Linked DNA regions of Mus musculus: region 1 is linked to region 2. A link is a contact called in public ChIA-PET data. All regions are on one chromosome and are shown on one strand. The core of a region is the stretch at or near the end of the contact, and the rest is flanking DNA. Distances in the headings are between cores, read along the strand shown.

Region 1 (6,970 bases), core at 1,705-4,204, 840 kb before region 2:
AGCCCAGGCCGGCTTCTAACTCAGATCTTTCTGTCTCCAACACACAAGTTACTAGGATTAAAAGCATTCACTACCATTACTGGCATAAATTATTTTTGTCTAACACTTTAGTTTATAAACCATCAATGGTCACCTTCGTTTTAACTTAAAGAGAAATTAAATTAGATGTCATTTTTGTATAAAATAAATTTTATATTTAAGTAATAATTATGACATATATTATGTCATTTTAAAAGTTCCATAAGGCCGGACATGGTGGCGCATGCCTTTAATCCCAGCACTCAGGAGGCAGAGGCAGGTGGATTTCTGAGTTCGAGGCCAGCCTGGTCTACAAAGTGAGTTCCAGGACAGTCAGAGCTATACAGAAAAACCCTGTCTCGAAAAAACCAAAAAAAAAAAAAAAAAATAAGGTAAAAGTTCCATAAGGAAAAAATATTATGATAAAGTGGGTATGTGCATATTCACATGTGTGCTTATGCCACATACTCTGAGCTGACCTGTTAGTGAAGAATATGAACAGAAAGAAACATTCACAGAAAGAACGTTTTGTAAAAACTTGTTGGTATATACAAAAGATACTTGCCTTGTGACTAAATGGAACAATTACATAAAATAAATAAAAATGCACTGAGCTTCCAAAGACCTGCAATCCCAAAGAAAAATAATTTGGAAGTGGGTTAGGTCCTATTTTAACACTTTATCAACATAACTTTTCTTTATAGCATCCTGGTTTAATTAATTAATTAAAGTCCTGGAACTCTGTAATCAGGCTGGCCTTGAACTCACAGAGAGATCTGCCTGGCTCTGCCTAGGCCTCTGCCTCTCTGCCTCTCCTCTGCCTTTCTTGTTCATAATTCTACAAAGGCTCCAGCATGTAGCAGAAGTCCAAGGCTCAGGGCAGCATGGTTTCATACTGTGCCACCACTAGGGCTGTGACAGCTTGTCAAGTTAACCAAGTTCTCTCTCTCTCTCTTTCTTTTTTTTTTAAAACTTGGAAGATGAAAATACAACCACCTAGGTCATGCAAATAAATCTTATTACTCAGGAATTTTCTGGTGTTCAGCAATGGTAGCTATTTTTACTGATAAAAAATGGCCATAAAATACTACTTGTAATTTGAGATTGATTTCCTTTTCTGGTTTCTTCCTACTATGGTTTTAAAATCTCACTAGTTTAGAGACAGCACTAGTACTATGTGCCTACCTCTTATATGTGTACTATAATTTACTTGTTGCTTTTGATTTTGGTTTTTGGGGACAGGGTCTCCCTACAATATAACCTTGGTTAGCCTGGAACCCACAAGCAGACCTGGTTGGCCTCTAACTCTAAGACCTCCCTGCCTCTGCCTCCAGAAATGGAGGTATAAGCTTCCACACCCAGCTATACTTATTTTTCTTATATCAAAATAACTGAAAGATCTAATTTTGTTTGTTTATTTGAGACAGGTTATCACTATCTAGCCTTGGCTGGTTTGGGCCTCCTTAAGTAGACCAGGCTGGCCTCAAATTCACAGAGATCCATTTACCTCTACTTCCAGTGCTGGAATTAAAGGCCTAAGACACCATGCACAGTTCAAAGACAAACTCTGACATAACTATCTACACTTACCTTTTTTCCCTAAGGAATGTTTTCCTAAGTTCATCAATTCCTTATTAAAATGATATGTATTTCTTATGATAGCCAATTGAACAGCATTAATTTTTCTTAGGTAATTTTGTGGTAATGGGGACCAAACTCAGGGCCATGTGCATGGCAGGCAATCACTGTAGCCCTGGCAGTATGCGACAGGCCACCATGAGTTCCGATCTCATTGTCTCGGTGCATACGAAGTCACTAAAAATATGTACATTTTCCCTTTAAAAAAACAAAAAACAAAAACAAACAAACAAACAAAAAAAAAAACAAAGAACCAAAATGCAGATTTAAACCTCAGAATTTAAATAGAGAGAAGTATTGCTATAATAAGGTTGAGAAATCTAGCTTTCCCTGAGCAGGAGAGTAAAGGCTTTCTAAGAAAGGTCCTACATAGACTGTTCCTAGGTCTCTGTGGTTGTCAGGGTTACCTCTGGGTTGTGGCAGGGCAGTGAGGGTAGGGGAAGCTGAATGGAGCCTGGATTGAGGACTGGTCATGTAGCCTCTGTCCTGGATGGTCAGCTCTTTGTTAATTCTTGTTCCCACATACAGGCCAATGACAGGAAATGACAATTCTCAACAATCCTCTTTACCTATGTCCATTCATTCATTTTCTCTCTCAAGAGCAAGAGCTCTACCACTGAGCTAAGTCCCCAGCACCCCCACCCCCATCTCTAACTGCATTTGACCTACTTCAGTCTTCTTTAGTAACTTCCTGATAGTTAATAAGCAACTACCATTTCCAATTATTTCTTTTTCTTCAATATCTTTTCTAATCAACTGATCCTTTCCCACATATCTAGTGCATCCTAAACCTTTTTTTTTTATAATTTCTTGTTAGTGCTCCTTTTTATAAAAGAAAAAAAATACTTATTCCCATTCTTTCTATTCTAAATTTTAATCCCCTTTTTATCCCCTGCCCCAAATCAGCTGACCATCATCTTTCTCTGCAGAAACAGTGTCCATTTAGGAATGTACAAGTTACAAAGTTGGCAAGTATGTTGAATAAGCTTGCATGTTACAGTAACAGAAACAGCTTCATTAAATCTGAAAAGAGTCAGGCTTCCTGTCCCCCAAAATTATTAAATCCAAAATGTCTTCTTTTTGTCTTGATGCTTCTCTAGAGTATGCAGAGCTGCTAGAGTGAGATTCTAAGAGGTTCTAGTACTCTCCTGTGGCAGATCCTAGGAGGGTACATGACAGAAATGATGAGCAGGGGAATGTTGGATGCTATTTTAAAAGTGGGTTTTGCTTTTACTACTGCTGACAAGTGGAAGCATCACCCTGAAGCCTCTAGCTTCCTACTGACATCAGAGGTGATGAACCAATCAAAGCTGATCTTACAAACCACACTGGGTTTTATAATTCGGTTCCTGTGTTAGCTGGTTCCTTCTCTGTTTCCTTTTTCAGCTAACTAAAAAGAGGAACCATATGGTTTCTTTATTTTAAGCAAAGTCACAAAAGAGGAAACATTTTTAGTTGGAGACAATTCTATATCTTCTGTTGCTTTGGAAAGCATTTTCTAAAAACATTTACAAAAGAAAACTTTGAACACCATTTTCTAACCAAAGCTTTTTGGGTAAGTAACCTATAAAATTACTGTGTGGAACGATAGGAATGATGACCATCTAGAGATGAGTCAGACCCTCATATCCACGCCAAAAATTTCAATGTTTCCCTAAAAAAACCTTAAAAGATGGATAAAACACAGAATTTAACTAAGTTTTCTTTGTATTATGGTAGAAGGCTTAACAGAAAGTCAAAGTGAGACAGTAAAGAACCAAGAGGCCAGCGCAGATTAAATATTTACTGAGCAACTAAAATGAAAGGCATGGAGAATCGACGTTAGAAAACCTGAAACGGAGGGAGAACAGACACAAATCAGACTTTAGAATCACATGGTACAACCTCATGCTGTCACTAACAGCCACAACCCAGACAAGCTGCTCAACTCATTTTAATTTGCTTCTGTGAAGGTTAAATGAAATAAGTATGTAAGTCTCAAATTTATCGAATACTCTTATATTTTTGGTTGTGAGCCTACCCTTTAACGGCTGAGCCATCTCTCTAGCCCATTTATAGCATACTCTATAGAGGTATTTTCTTCCTTTGTTTTTTCCTACCTTTGTGGAATTGTTTTTTAAAATAATCTCGTTTAAGGCAATGGGGATAATAATAGAAAATGTGCAAACAACATAATAAAAACAACCATTCAGGTGGGAAGAAGCAGGAATGAGGCACATCCACAAAGTAGGGCCAAAGAAACCAGCAGGACAGCAGGCCGAGGATGCCCAGGGGAAGCTATCTGTGCCTGTGGTCAGTCAGAGAACTGGGTTTATGAAGGGGAATTTAAATTGAGGTCTACAAGATGAAGACAGGTTCAGACATATAGTCAGCAGAAAAAAGGATTAGGGAAAAAAAGAAAACACTAAAGGCAGCAAAATGGCATAATTTAATGTGTTTAGGAAGTATTCAAGGAAGCTAAAGCTTGGTTTGTAAGGTTTTCTCCAGACAGAGATGTGTATCCTTGTGTGAAGTAGCAACCAGGTCATGCATGGTTCAAGGGTAACTAACCTGCACCAGGCAAGGGGCTTCAGAGAGCTATTTTACAGTTTAGGCTTCAAGCATGAGAGAGAAAATATAAAGAAGAAACAGACTAGAAAAAAACATTATCTTTTCTTGTAAGTCTAGGTCCTCTGGCTCAAGCATGTGATCTCAGCAATCATGGATCTTAGCAAGGCCAACCTGGGCTAAACTGGGCGAGTGTCTTAAAACATAAAACAAACAAACAAACAAACAAACAAGAGAGAGAATGAACAAGAAGGGTGTCATTTGTCATCATCATTCTACTATGCTAGTGGTAACTGGGTAAAGAAATACAAACTACTCAAACTGTCAAAACCTTCTATTGCATCTTCAGAGTCCTGGAAAAATGAATTTCTTATCATACACAGAAACTAGTATCTAACAGTCTGAGCTTGTCCCTCCTTCACGTTAAGAGACAGCTCAGCTCTCTCAGAGAGAGACACTATGCTTGGGGATGTCCAGAAGAGCCCATTATCCTCAGCACTGACAATGTCACTTTAGAGCGTGAGGCTACTGAAAACAACACACATAGGTGACCTCACACACTGAGTTAAGTGGACAGTATCAGCCGGAACTTCGGAACTTAAGCCTTCAAAGTTTCACCATCTATGACATCCCGCAGAAAGATAGCTGTCAAGCCTATGCTGAGCCTTGCCCAGGTGCCCGTGCACACTGTCTAAGCTGGGAGACAGATGTGTTTAACTAGCTCTTTATAGTATTCTAAGATTTAAATCTGCTTCAATATCTCTGGAAAACCTTTCCAAAGTTCCCCCTTGCCAAGTTAACTCCTCTGTTCATCTACTAAGTATGAGGAAACATCAAATTATTTTCAAGACAGGGTTTCTCTTTGTTGCCCTGGCTGTACTGGAACTCCCTATGCATACCAGGCTCGCTTCAAACTCACAGAGATTACTTGCCTCTGCTGGGATTAAAGGTGTGAACCACCACACCTGGCTGAGATTACTTTTTACCTGCTAATTTTTACCGTAAGAGTTTAAAACACTTGAAAGCAACTTAATTTTTTTAAATTTATCAAATCTAGACTAGGGTCTGATGTGCAAAGGTGGTTGTCCAGTATCAGAATGAGAGCAGTAATGGGCTTGCTTATTTGACCAACTGGGCTAGAGAGACTTGAATCACTTTAGGATTTTCTTGGTTTTTGTTTTTTCTTTTAGATTGTATTTTTAACTTTCATTCTGTGTATGTGTTCATGTGTGAGTGTGTGTACACGAGTGTGATGCCATACAGACCAGAGGTGTGAGGTCCCCTTGGGACTAGATCTACTGAATTTGCTGATTATGAAATATATATATATATATATACATACATATATATATGTATATATATGTGTGTGTGTGTATATATATATATATGTGTATATATATATATATATATATAAAACATGCCCACTAAGACATGATACAAATGGACTCAGAACAAAGGAGGTTCAGGTTGCACAGGTTTGGTAGTTATAGCAGAAGGGTGAGAGTGGACACTTACAGAACTAGAACAAAGAAAAATGAAAGGTAGAGAGAGATTGGATGCTGAGTGTCTATATTTAGGAGACAGGAGCAAAAAAGATCTAACTGAAGTGGTGCAAAGGAAAAACTGTAATACAAGGGTTACTGAAATACTGGCGAGGGACTAGTCGGTAAGGTCAAATTTGGTGAGGAGAGAGAGAGAGAGAAAGAACATAAAGGCAATAGTGTAAGGCACTGTGGTCACCAGTGCTCTCTCTGCAAGGCAGACCACTTTATTTCTGGGAACAGACAGCGAACAGGCATCAGGTTGAGCCTGCACACTCAAGACAATATGAAATGAAGGAGTAGAAGCTGAGGAACCTAGAGGGGCTGCAAGGTTAAACAGATTTTATAAAAGAATTAAGATTACTTCTCAGGAACTCCAGATGCTATACTATAAACCGGAGCATCACATTGTGTCAAGTAGAAACTAGAATGAAATTTAACCAAATGCCTAATCACTGTATGTCAGACACTGTAATGAAGAGTCCAATGTAACTAGACGCCAGGTGATAGCTAACCATATTTCTTTTTCTTTCATTGTGAAATCACTGGTAAGGAGAAAACATCTGAAATGGAATTCAAGTATCTGGTCTTCATTGTGCTTTGTCAATACCTGGACAATACGTTTTTCTCAGAGACAGAAGCAATTACAACAGAGCAGCAATCACTGTCTACTTTAATCACACCGTCGTTATATGTTACAACTGATTCTCAAAACACAGCAGGGAATGCTTTGAGTCAGACAACAAGATTCAAGAACATTTCTTCTGGACAGCAAGCATCACCTGCCCAAATCACTCCTGAACAAGCAACACCAGCTGTTTATGTCTCTTCAAGCCCACTTACTTATAACATTACCAGACAAGCAGAATCAGCGGTCAACAACTCCTTGCCTCAAACATCACCATCTGGGTTCACTTTGACCAATCAGCCATCACCTTCTACCTATAATTCTACTGGACAACCACCAAAACATCTTGTCTATACTTCCACACAACAGCCACCATCACCTGCTCCTACCTCTTCTGGAAAACCAGAAGTAGAGTCTACTCATAATCAGCCCACAAAATCAACACCAACTATTTATTTACAAAGGGACACACCACCACCACCACCACCACCACTCACTTCAGAACCACCAAGTGGCAAAGGAACTGCTCATAAAAACAACCACAATGCAATTGCTGCCATATTAATCGGTACTATTATAATTTCTATGTTGGTAGCTA
Region 2 (6,959 bases), core at 1,263-3,762:
TAAATGTAGCAGTTTTGTATTGATATCTATTTTGGGTGCATTATGCTGCCACCTCCTTTAATTTTTAGAGATCTATTTATGTATATGAGTGTTTGCTTGCATGTATGTATGTACAACATGTGTATGCCTATTGCCCAAGGAAGCCAGATGGTGTTGGATCCCCTCCCTGGTTGTGAGTTACCATGTGGGTGCTAGAAAACGTGGGTTCTCTGGAAGAGCAGCCAGTGCTCTCAACCACTGAGCCATCTCTCCAGCCCCTCTTTATTTTTTGAAAGATTGTAAGCTCCAGAAAATTTAGAAGAATTTCTCAGTCATCTATCTAGATCAGCGTTTCGTGAGTTTCATTTTATCTGCTTTGAAACTGTTTCTGGAGAAATGGCTAAGATTGAGTTTTGATTCAATTTATACTTAAAATGTCAAAAAATTTCTGGTCACTGCATCAACTCACTGTTTAGTAAGTTTGGCAAGCTTCCCACTAGAGAAGGATTTGGAGTTTTAAAGCATGTGACTCTTTGAATGCTGTGTTCTTACACTTAGCATGAAATCCAGTGCAGATCACATATGGAATAGAAACATGATGATCTTGTCAAAGCTAAGCATCAGAGCAGTGATGCTTCATTCTGTAAGAGCGATCTTGTGCAAGTAAGAATGCTTCGAAAACATGGATCCTAAGATCCAATTTCACAGTTTTGGGATAAAGGACATGATCTAGACTGTTGTATGGTTGAAGTTAAGTTTTTTGTTTTGTTTTCTGGTTTTTTGAGAGAAGGTTTCTCTATGGAGCCCTGGATATCCTGGAACTCAGTCTGTAGACCAGGCTGGTCTTAAACTCTGCCTCCTAATGCTGGGAGTAAAGGCATGTGCAACCACCGCCAGACTTGGTCAAAGCTAAATTTTAAATTACCGTAAGTTTTAAAATTTTGAAGCAAATTACCCTAATGTAGTCACATGAGCTGCTGCTGATGTGATTTGTGTCACCCAACTCACTGCTGTGTAGTTTTTGCAGTACCAAATAATTCCTTTGTTAAACTCATTTTCAATAAATGAGCCATTGTTTCTCAAAGGGTTGTGGTTATTTCTATAGTACAAAGCCCTAAGAAGTAACTTTTCCAGTCTAAAACATTAGTGATTAGGAATGACTAAAGTCATCATTCTGTAGGTTAAACTACAACTGTGTGTATGAAAGGGCAGCTGTGCCTGCTCTGGACCACATGCTATACCAGCTTTACCAGAAATGAACTGGCAGCAAGACTTTAACCATGAAATCTTTTGGTTTAGTTGTAAAAGGGGTTTTCTGTCACCAACACAGTTATATACAGAGTTTTGTAAATGCCTAGAACAAGGCCTGTGTGTTTGTTGAAATCAAAATGACTCTGATAGGCCATAGTTACTGGTTTATTTGATGCAGAATATATCAGTATCTCCAGTTAAATCACCTAAAATTCCACATCAGGAAAGATGAGCATTGGACACTAGACTATTTAACTGGGTGAGCTGGTTATAGTATATGTTAGCTGTCTCTGTAGGTGGGTAAGCTTTAAATAACTAGTTTTTAGGTGGAGTGTGGTACCTCTTGCCTGTAATCCCAGCACAGAGGAAACTGAAGTGAGAAGACTGCTCTAAGTTGAAGGCTAGCCTGTGCTTCAGAGTAAGATGCCACTGGTTTAGAAAACACAAGCACACAAAAACCAGAATAAAGCTCCCAAGAATCTAGCTCTTATAATTTCCATTTTTTTCTTTTAATGTAGATGGTCACTCTTGAAGACACATAAAAGCTAATCTTTGCTCCCTTTTTCTTTTTCAGTGCTAATGAAAACTAAATGTTGATAACCACCATAAGCACACTCTCTACCCACAGCTCCACTGACAGGGATGCTTGACAATGGCTCTGACATTGTTGGCTTCCTCAGAGCAGGATGCTTGTTGTTTGTTGTTTATTTGAAAGTTTTTAATGCAAGTTGGTATGGGATGGTGGTTCTCGGAAAAGAGTGCTGTTATTTACTTCAGGTTTCCTGCTTCTTTACGCAGTGGAAGGCTTTCTATAAGGGGACACTTATCGGTGTTTAGACAGCCTCTGTGGGAGTGGTTTTGTGTTTGTTTGATTTTTGTCTTTTTAAAGTAAGAGCCCTAATCTAAAAATAGTACAGGGTGGTCCAACTGTGTTTCTAAGATCATCCTTTTATTTCGAAAAGGAAGTCTCTTCCCTTACTTAAATGTTTTCTATGATCTACATAAAGAATCTTATTGAATTGTTAGGGAAAATAGCAGCTTCAATGCAGTGCTGGATCTCATGGTAGTAAACAGAAGCTGTCACACTGACATCAAAGACTCCAAACACTGATGCTTGCATAGGAGAGAGCTTAGTTCTCAGCTTGGCTTTTTTATTTCCTTATTTCCGTTTTATGAACTGAGACATCAATGGTGGCTTTTTGCTCCTGAGCACCTTGGATAGATGGCGCTCAGTAGCCCACAGGAGTGTTTAGAAGAATCTGAAGGCTAGGGTAAGCCCTGCTTGTTCCTTATGTGTTTTAGAGGCTAGTCCTTATGAGATACATGATTGCAAACACACTCTTCCTGTCTGTGGCTTGTTTTCTTAGTCTTTTGATATTTTTTTCTTCAAAAGCACTTTGACTGAGGGATGACTTATTCTCAGACTTCTTCCACTTAGTACTGAATTCAATACAGTATTTGAGAAAACAGTTGTGCAACCTTTGTGACCATCCATTTGTAGAATAGTTCTGTTCATATGAGTCCACCACAGTATCCTAAACTGTGTTGTTTAATTTTACTTAGTTGAGGGCTTTGTGTAAATTATAAAGATTAAGTTTACTTTACTTCCAAGTGGCTCTGAGGAAAGTAGAAATAGACTGTCTGCAACGTGATAACTTTTTGTTATTTTCTAATTAACAAAGGTATAAAGGATTGAAATGGGTTTACTTTATTCTGTGTCAACATTTTAATGAATCTTTGAGGAAACAGATGGTTCAGGGTTTATATAGAATCTGTGTAGTGGGTAAATGCCCTGCCCCATAAGCCTGACAATCTGAATTTGATCACTGAAACTTGTAGTGGAAACAGAATCGCCACCCAAAAGTAGTCCCCTGACTGCCACATTAATACATTCATATCACACTAATAATTTTAAATTTAGAAAAAATAAAGGGATCTAAATATGTCATATTAAATAGAGTGCTCTATTTAAGCTGTTCAAGAGGAGAGGTTGAACTGGGCTAAATATGTGTCTCTTTGTGAGCCAAATGTGATGGCCCATTCTTGTAATCCCGTCATTTCTGTGCTGAGGCCCAAGAACCGTGAGCTTGAGGCTGGCCTAGGCTGCATAGTGAGACCTTACCTCAAAGATTGCAAGTGGACAAAAATACTCCTTTGAAGCATACCTACGATTATTCTTCTAGCTAAATTTTGTGGTGTCCTCCATTGCATGGTATTTGCACATTTCCCACCATTCTTTACTAAATAAAGTTTTTTGGTTTTTTTGTTTTTGTTTTTTTAAATTAAACTTGAACTTTTTCTCCTGGTGCCTCTTAGGTGATCAGCTACATGAAGGTAAAGCCTTATTTCTTCTTCCCTTCCTGGAAGTGGTTTTGTGTGTGCTTGTTTTTTTGTTTTGTTTTTTTTTTTTTTGTCTTTTTAAAGTAAGAGCCCTAAGTTAAAACTAGCACAGGGAAACCCAACTATATTTCTAAAAAGAAGCACCCAAGACTTCCGACACACTGGGTATCAGAAGCTCACTGGAGTGGACCGGGAACATGAACGTAATACATTTTATGTGAAGAGTCGGGTCACAGGTTGCTGGTGAAGCTCAGGGTGAAGACTGTGGTTTGCATCAGTGACAGAAACAACAGTTTTTCCATGAAGCAAGCTGTCTTGGCCAGGTCCATCTGCCATTAAGTACGAGACGCTCCTGGAATAGACCAAGGAGAACTGGAGAGACCAAGAGAACTGGTGTTTCGTAGCAGATGCTAATCTGAGCGATCTCAACTTGACTGCTACTAAAAAGGAGAGCATTTTCCTGGATTTACAGATAACTACTGTGCTTCATCTGTGACTGTGCTGGCTACTTTTATGTCAACTTGATACAAGCTAGAGTCATCCGAGAGAGGAGAACTTCAACTGAGAAAATGCCTGCATAAGAACTGGCTGTACGGCATTTAAATTAGTGATTGATATGGAGGGCCCAACAAATTGTTGATTGTGCCATCCTTGGCCTGGTGGTCCTGGGCTCTATGAGGAAGCAGGTTGAGCAAGTCAGTAAGGAACACTCCATCATGGCCTGGGCATCACATCATGGCCTGTGCATCAGATCCTGCCTCTAGGTTCCTTCCCTGCTTGAGTTCCTGTCCTCATATTGCTTTTGATGATGAATTGGTATATGGAATAAACCCTTACCTTCCCAAATTGCTTTTGGTGTTTTATTATAGCAGTAGTAACCCTAAGACAATGACTGAAAAGAGCTTGCAAGACCTGCAACTTTTCAGTTTTTCTAGACAAAATGTCTAACAATCTGTTAATTCCTTTTAAAAGATAAGAAACCCAGAACCAAAGCATCCAAGCCTCACCTCTTGTTACTCTGTGACCCGTAACATAAACATTGTGTCTTGGTCCAAAGCAGCAACATGCTAAGAACAACCATGAAGAGGCTGCAGAATACCCTAGACTTTTAGCCAAGACAGTGATGGGAGCCAACAAAAAGGACAAGGAACAGAATGCAAACATGCATACGTAGTTCTTGCTGCCATCGTTTGCTTCCAAGCCTGAGTCTAGTCAAACAGAAGTATCCAGGACTGGTGGGAACAGAGTGTAGATATAGTCAGTCCTTCCTGTCATTTGTTTGCTAAAAAGTATTTGCTGAAATGACTTCCTAAAGAGAAGATTGTATTACAATCTAAAAGCCCTTTTATGTTGCTTATGTTTGTCTTCTATATTAATAAAGCTCCCAATTCCCATCCCAAAGGTGGTGTTTGTAGAGTCAAACTTAAGGAAGTTTTACCTCTTTGTCCTCATAGAAGTTCACTTAGTAGAGGGGGAACATCCCATTTCTCATTCTTGGGATTTTTATGACAAATGAGGATTAGCAGAAAGGAATTAAGACCAAATGAGAACCCTGAGAAGTGTACTTTAGCTAAAAAGGTAGAATGAAATGGGGAAACGGTGTTTACTTACTTGTTGAAAATGACAAGCCTTGAGAAAAGTTTGAGTAAAGTAATGTTTATGGAAAGCCCTACTAACACAACAGGTCTGTTCTGTTAGCCCTTTAAGTAGCTTAAACAGCTATAATTTCAGTTAAATGATTTGGTGAATGTCCGGATTTAAGATGTCAAAAACAAAATTTCAAACAAAACTGTAGGAGTGTGTAACATTTTATTGGTAATTTTGGATAATAACTTAGAAAGCTTATCAGATTTTTATTGGGAGTCAAGAAAGATGGCTGGCTGTAAACATAGTCGATGACAGTTATTCAGAGTGGTGTAAGACTGAGGCAGAAATCATCAGATAGAAATGTAATGGGAGGAGTTGTTTGTGCTTGGTGTCATTTTTAGATTAGGGGACATATTGTCGTAGACCTGTACTAGGCTATGAACATTGAAGGTAAACTGGGAATAAAATTAATATGTTGTATATAATTTTGTACAAGGAAGGCAGGCATGAAAGAAGTTATTTTAAGTTCTTGGGAGAGTGTATAGATTTCACATTTTGCTGCTTACTGATGGTGTAATTTTTAGGTAAATTGGCTTTACTACATTGTATCTACGTTTCCTCATCTATAGAACAGAGACTGCAATGGTATTTACCATTGGTTTTTGTGAAAATTCAGTGTACTAATGATCATAAAAATGCTACATTATTTTATTCACAGTAAAATATTTTATTCATTGTAAACATCAAGATATTACCTGTTTGTATTATTATTTATGAGCACATCTCACCCTGGTTTTATGGAGAAAAAATGAGTAATTGTGGTAACTAGCCTTGTGGATGAGGCCAGCAAGGCTTTCCTGGCATTGTTCTTACCTGGAAGAAACAAGTACTTGAATATTATAACAGTACTGGGGGAGTAGCTCAGTTATAGAGCGCTTGCCTGTATATGAATGGCACACAAAAAAATACAGAGATATGCACAGGCTTCTTACCATGAAAAGACATGGATAAGATGCCTAGGGCTTCAGTTTGCACAATTCTAAAAGGACATGTTCCAACATTATGATGCAAGGTATCTTGCTAGTTGTATGGTGAATTTTTTTTTAATAAGGCTTGATTAAGGGAATGACACCTCAGTGAAACTTTAATGATGAAAGGATGCAGACATCTTTTGATCCAACCTTTTGATGTTACAGCATGACATTGTCATCTACAAAGCTTACTTGAGAACCACACAATCGAAACTTCTTAATTGCAAAAAGTGGGGCCTGGTAGTTTAGAGCACTTGTTCTTCCATAAGGAAGGACCCAGCATCCAAATCAGGTAGCTTGCAAACACTTGCAACTCCAGTTCCAGGAAGTCTGACATTCTTCTGGCCTCTATGGGTATCTTGGTACACATACATATGTCCCCTATCCTCATGAATTTCAGAAAAAAAAACAATCTGTTAATGATGTTTATGATTTTGTGATGAGCTACATTCATAGCTGAGTTGGCATATGGCCCATAGGCCACAGGTGGGACATAGAAAATTTTAAAGAATTACAGTATAGAAGAAAATATTTGGATACCTCACATTTAAAAGATCACTTATGTCTAGAATATCATAATGAGCACTCAAAACCTAGGGCTGAGCTAGGATCATAGCTCAGTCAGAAGCAGAGACCTGCCTAGCATGTGCAAGGCAATTGGCTAGCTCCCCAGCACTCTGCACAGGAAAACAATGGAAACAAACCTTAAAAGTGGGCAAGGGCTTCAATAGAATTTCTTACTGAAAAAATAATAGAAATATGACTGAGAAG

The links. ChIA-PET counts read pairs in DNA pulled down with a chosen protein or histone mark.
Region 1: a contact with region 2 is called in an RNA polymerase II ChIA-PET map of memory CD8 T cells, with 12 read pairs. The contact joins two enhancer-like sites. A contact is called at or near these places in 2 of 39 promoter capture datasets (frontonasal cranial neural crest and hippocampal neurons) and 3 of 115 datasets of contacts at active chromatin or transcription factors (double positive thymocytes, large pre-B cells and memory CD8 T cells).

The regions. Positions count from the first base shown.
Region 1 is chr11:79,516,090-79,523,059 of GRCm38.p6, reverse strand. All of the region lies in intron 36 of Nf1 (neurofibromin 1), which reads right to left. It overlaps Evi2 (ecotropic viral integration site 2), which reads left to right. Exons shown (of 4, transcript NM_146023.4): 4 at 6,298-6,970. The coding sequence starts at 6,313. It overlaps Evi2b (ecotropic viral integration site 2b), which reads left to right. Exons shown (of 2, transcript NM_001077496.1): 2 at 6,298-6,970. The coding sequence starts at 6,313. Among named protein-coding and RNA genes, the nearest start is that of Evi2b, 4.2 kb to the left of the region's middle. Within about 2 kb of position 2,954, at least 158 of the 459 cell types and tissues checked have an H3K27ac peak or open chromatin away from gene starts, as enhancers often do. A contact at or near this core is called in memory CD8 T cells, where this site is marked.
Region 2 is chr11:78,674,459-78,681,417 of GRCm38.p6, reverse strand. The region is part of intron 1 of Nlk (nemo like kinase); the gene reads left to right. Among named protein-coding and RNA genes, the nearest start is that of Nlk, 19 kb to the left of the region's middle. Within about 2 kb of position 2,512, at least 20 of the 459 cell types and tissues checked have an H3K27ac peak or open chromatin away from gene starts, as enhancers often do. A contact at or near this core is called in memory CD8 T cells, where this site is marked.